Linked DNA regions of Mus musculus: region 1 is linked to region 2. Evidence: chromatin contacts called from public HiChIP or PLAC-seq data. All regions are on one chromosome and are shown on one strand. Each heading gives the region's core, a stretch centred on a gene start, on an enhancer-like site or on the middle of the called end of the contact. The rest is flanking DNA. Distances are from core to core; before and after follow the strand shown.

Region 1 (2,742 bases), core at 107-2,606, 52 kb before region 2:
TTGTTGTTGTTGTTGTTGCTTTGAGGGTTGGTTTGGTTTGGTTTGGTTTGGTTTGTTTTTTTTGACACAGGGTTTCTTTATGTAGCCCTGGCTGTCCTAGAACTTGCTTTGTAGATCAGGCTGGCCTTAAACTTAGGGATATGCCTGCCTCTACTTCCTGAGTGCTAATATTAAAGATGTGTGCCATCACCACCTTGATGTATGTGGTTTTTATTTTTATTTATTTATTTATTTATTTTGGTTTTTCGAGACAGGGTTTCTCTGTATAGCCCTGGCTGTCCTGGAACTCACTTTGTAGACCAGGCTGGCCTTGAACTCAGAAATCCACCTGCCTCTGCCTCCTGAGTGCTGGGATAAAGGTGTGCGCCACCACGCCTGGCATTTTTGTTTTTTAAAAGAAGACATGAAGTTGGAAGAGAAATGTGTTGAGAGGGATGAGTGGAAGATGAAGGGAAGAATGGGAGGTAATATGATCATATTATATTGTATACATGTATTAAAATTTCAAAGAATGCAATTATATAAATATTTAAAAGCTGTGAATTATTTATTAAATTGGAATTTATTAATTTTTTTATGTACATGGATTCAAATTCTAATGGTGCAAAAGAACATGGAAGCTCTCTCCTCCTGCTCCCCACACTCTAGCTTCACTGCTTCTCTTGGGGAGGACTCAGTTCTCCCAGTTTCATCTATATTCCTCTAGACAGGTGGATTTTTTTTCATGTCAAAGTAATTATTCATGTATATCTCCCATTATCATTTTCCTCAATTGATTTAATAGGAAGACACAAATGTACCAATTGCTCTTTCCCTCAAACTTGTCTTGAAGACCACTCTGAATCAGCACATGTAGCTCTACCTCACTTGTTTCTGAAGATGTACCATGGACCTGGTCTCTCCCATGTCAGTTCAACTGTGGGTGTCCTTCCCTTGCTCACACATCTTAGATACAACTCAAGCCTATGCCCACCACTTGCCTAATAGGACTCAGTCCCCACTGGCACAGGTTCCTCCACTTTTTGCCCTTCCCCCACATTAGCCTACCCAAAGTGCATCTTCCTCTTTTTTCTGTTCCAAAAAACTTTTTTCTTCATCATATCCAAACCTTCAGAGCTAACACCAGCATTTACCACACCCCTTGGTGTTTCTGTGTGTCACATACTACTGAGTATTGCTACTTTGAAACACATGCCTCTTGTTCCACCAGACTGTAAACTTGTAAGACAGGGGCCACATCATCTGTGTTCTGTAGTGCTTCAGACCCATCATTGAGTGGAAATGTCAATTCTGGAAGTTTCTCAGAAAGCCAAGGCTGACTCACGCTGGCATCATAGTGGCACATCACGGAGCAGAGTCCAAAGCTGAATCATCTGTCACTTCTAGAACACTAGGCTGGAGGCTAAGTGCTCTGCTGCTCACCAGGCTGTGATGGGCAAGTTTAAAAGAGGCGAAAGGGTGGAGCCACAGAGTTTGTAAAGCAGCAGGCATGAAAGGACTGCTCATCCCCACGTGGCTCTGAATAACAAGGCAAATAGGTTCTATGCTGAGCTCTCCAAGTTTTGTGTCCAGAGACCTAATGGAGATCGTTTTCTACCTCACAGATAGGGTGATGCCACAGCATTTGAGAAATGCTCACTCTCACTTTTATGCAACCTCTTTCAGATTTTGTTCACACTCACACATTAAAGATACTATTCAGTAGCTACAGTTCAAGTAGACAGGCTACTTTGCAAGCCAATCTTCAGGTCTTGATAGGAAACCAGATGAGTGAGTAATTCTCACCCAGACCCTACGGATCTATCTTCTTGAGTTTTTCCTTCTTAAATTTGGCATAGATTGTTTAGGTTAGTTTCCCCTTCTTCTTCTTCTTCTTCTTCTTCTTCTTCTTCTTCTTCTTCTTCTTCTTCTTCTTCTTCTTCTTCTTCTTCTTCTTCTTCTTCTTCTTCTTCTTCTTCTTTTCCTACACCTCAGAAAAATAAATATGAATCTCCATCCTGCTTTGTCATTTGTAGCTGAAATGGAATTAGAATGGAAACATGGGTGGGAGGCCCATTGAGGAACATGAAGAAAGAGTATCTATAGTCTGATAAGCTCCCTTTGAGTACAAGTCACCTCTTTCTCCCAAAGGAATAGTAATACTCAAACTGTAGATCTGTAGTGTTTACAACAGAGGTTCTCCAATACCACAGCCCACATAGGCTTTACTCTTTACTATTCATTGTTCCCCCAGCATACAGTCTAGCTCTGCTCACTTTCCATGTGAGCACAGTCCCCTTCAGCCAGTCACACTTTGCCATCTTAGAGACTTAGTACCACAGGGATTCCTTTGTTCCCTCCTGCTCTGTCTGGATGCCAAAGAGGAGGAAAGAAATAAAATCTCAGGCAGTCTAAAGAATTGGGCAGTCTAACTGCTCCATCATCAATCATCTCTACCCTTGATCAAATCACCTGAAAAGCAAGCACAGCATAGCAGCTCCCACCCGGAAAGAGTAAGCAAGTTCATAGCTGTGAGACAGACAACATAGAATGAACAGACAAGATAGAATGAGCATAGTGATTGTTGACTGCTATCCAGATTTCTAACCTCCAAGAACTAGAGAGCTTCCAACCTTCTGCTGACACTCCTCTGATTAGTCTCACCTGCCCACTGATCACTTACTTGTTTAAAAGAATTCCTATTGGTTTATTGAAATCACACTTAGAGACAGCTGCAGAATAAATGAAACTATCTAGTTTCAA
Region 2 (2,700 bases), core at 98-2,597:
CCTAAACACCCAACGTTCCAGGGAAGCTTCCCCTTGACAGAAATATGTGAAAAAGAGGGAACCACACCAACTATCTCTTTCTCAACCAGCACCAAAGCTCTTCCTTCAAGTGTTCAGGGTCTCATCTATCTCCTTTCACCTCATAACCTGTTGGTGCTGGGCCCTAGGTACCCTGTGTGATGAAAAGGGGAAGAAGGAAACAATAAGTAGGAAGTGATGAAAGACTGACACACCAAAGCAGGGGTCCGCAAGCTTTCTGTTGCTGTTATTTGCAATAAAGGGACAGCTGTGGATATTTTTTAGCTCTTTATGCTCCATAAGATCTTATCACTCTTGCCATAGTCAGGCAGCAAGGGTGAGGATACATAAAGCAAAAGGGTGTGGCGGTGCCTGTAAACTCTATACATTTGATTTTCATGCCATTCTCATGCATTACAAGGGATTCTTTTCCTTTTGAATGTCTTCCAACCATTTAAAAACATAAAAATCTATAATTAGTTTGGGACTAGGGCAAAAACGCACTTGGGCCTCTCTCCAACATTTGCTGATCCTCTTTGAAGAGTCAAAGGAAGGGGTAGATTTTGGAGGGGATGTGAATTACTGGAAACATTTTTTAAAGAAACGAGGGGAACTGAAGTAGCAGGTAGGAGACAGGCAGGTGATGTAGGGAGTGGCTAAAAAGATGGCTGGGAGTGGAGTAAGGGGGAGAGGAAAAGAGCGAGCTGGGAGGGACTGGCCTCCTCCCACATTCCTGTCTGTGGTTCCAATGGCTGCAACAGGCTCCGGTTTCTCATCTGTATGTCTTGGCTGTTTGCCTGCGGTTTCCCCGCAGCTGAGTCCCCCAGAATTCAGGAAGGCTACGTTCTGAACCGCTTTCTTTCTAGTCTTCATGAACGCCTAGCGACGCTGCCCCAAGTTCTCACTGAGTCTGCAGCTCTCTGGCGGCCGCCACTGGTTGGGTTCAGGGGCTCACGGCCCCAGGGAGTCTAGCGGCCGCACCCAGCCCGGGCTCAGGCCAGTTAGGCAGCCGCACCCAGCCTAGAACTTATTTTGCCCGGGAGAACAAAAGACCGCCGTTTCTCCCCACAGGCTGTTATTAGGGTGTAATTTTAGGGCTTCCTCGTGCCCTCCACTCTTCTCTAATTGCCTCCCACAGTTTCATCTTCCCGATCCATTTTCTGCCACGTCCACACGTTAGTCCAAGATACACCCAGCCAAGAGCATGCGTAGCTCTTTGTTGTTTTCATTAAAAAGAAAAAAATCTAAAAAGTTCAAAAACTTATGCTTACCAAGTTGAGGAGCGAGGTCCGGCTGCGACTGTGGCTGACGGTGGCTGGGACAGGAGTGGCGGTCGGGGTCCGGGTCCCGCCCCTCAGCCTGACTCAGGCTGTGCCCGCCCCGGCCCCCGCCCCTCCGCAGGCCTCGGCCTGTCCCCATGTCGGTGCTCTAGACTCAGCTCACTGGTTGTAGTCCCTGTGACTCAACAGGTCTCTGTTCCTCTCTCCCTGGAATCTCAAAGATTTTTGGCTTTAGGGGAAGTCATGCCCCTAGCTCTTTTTCTATGCACGTGTCCATTTGCAGTTCAGGTCAGATAAGCAGAAAGAATGTGAGTCGTGCTCATCAAGTAGGTCCCTAGGAGCTGGGGCTGTCCTGCTACACTGAAGAAATTTAATAAACAGTTGTGATTTTTTAAATTTTTCTGACACGTGGTATTCCTGAGTAGCTAAAGCTGACTTTGATTCTCTATGTAGCACAGGCTAGCCTCAAACTTAGGACCCTCCTACCCCCGCATCCCAAGTGCTGGATTATAGGTGTGCACCATCTGGCCTACCTAAGGGCAGTGATTATTGCCAACAGAATATTGGTGATTATTGTCTAGAGATAATTTTCACCCTGCTTTCAAGTTTTAAAATGACAGTTAAGAAAACTCTTGCAGCTAAACATCTCCCTGTGCAAGTGCGGCATTTTCCTGTCTGTGTTTCAATAAAGTTGGGAATTGTATGACAAACTTCCAGCTTCTAATCCTTGGTCCACAACATCACTGCAGCACTTTTGGCAAGTACTGGCCCCTCTGAGCTTCCATTTTCCCATCTATAAACAAGCCATGCTGCCTTCACCACTTAGTAAAGGCACGTAGAATGTCTATCACATAGAGTGATGCCCTTAAGGAGACACCCCCCGCCCCAAAAAAAAGAACAACTTGCAGAGTAGATGTGAATAGGGCATTGTGTGAATGCTTCCTGGTTTCTGCTCCCCCAATTTCACCAGTCACAGTTCCTGTCTCTTGTTTAGGAACCCTTGAAGTCAGACATGGTGGCCCTTGCCTATAATCTCAGCATGTGCAAGGCTGAAGAGGGAAGACTACTGCAAGTTCAAGGCCAGCCTGTGGCCTACCTAGTGAATTCCAGAACGGCTTGGGTTACAGAGTAGGATTTTGTCTCATAAGAAAATTAGAATCCAAACCAAAACAAACACTCTTGTGTTTCCAACAATAATTCAAAAAATAATTAGATCCACCCTCTTTCCATTTCTGCCGATGATGTGACCATTTTCCCATTTTCCTTATTTGAAAACATTAGCACCATGTTTTTAAAAAAATTACTTTCTTACACGATTTTCTAAAATCATGGCCCTTGGAATTTCAGCTTACTGTGTGCTTGGACCCACCTGTCCTTCTTCCACACCTGCACTGATAGAGTT

The links. HiChIP or PLAC-seq counts read pairs in DNA pulled down with a chosen protein or histone mark.
Region 1: a contact with region 2 is called in an HNF4G HiChIP or PLAC-seq map of pancreatic cancer cells. The contact joins the enhancer-like site here to the promoter of S100a11 in region 2. A contact is called at or near these places in 5 of 39 promoter capture datasets (embryonic stem cells, hematopoietic stem and progenitor cells, liver and 2 more), 2 of 15 datasets of contacts at CTCF or cohesin (CD8 T cells and the NIH/3T3 cell line), 4 of 484 Hi-C or Micro-C datasets (centrocytes, induced pluripotent stem cells and muscle stem cells), 6 of 115 datasets of contacts at active chromatin or transcription factors (embryonic fibroblasts, embryonic stem cells, heart atrium and 3 more) and 2 of 9 other capture datasets (adipose tissue and liver).

The regions. Positions count from the first base shown.
Region 1 is chr3:93,570,940-93,573,681 of GRCm38.p6, reverse strand. No RefSeq gene overlaps it. Among named protein-coding and RNA genes, the nearest start is that of S100a10, 17 kb to the right of the region's middle. Within about 2 kb of position 1,356, at least 54 of the 459 cell types and tissues checked have an H3K27ac peak or open chromatin away from gene starts, as enhancers often do. A contact at or near this core is called in CD8 T cells, the NIH/3T3 cell line, embryonic fibroblasts and 2 more, where this site is marked.
Region 2 is chr3:93,519,143-93,521,842 of GRCm38.p6, reverse strand. It overlaps S100a11 (S100 calcium binding protein A11), which reads right to left and starts at 1,347. Exons shown (of 3, transcript NM_016740.3): 1 at 1,290-1,347.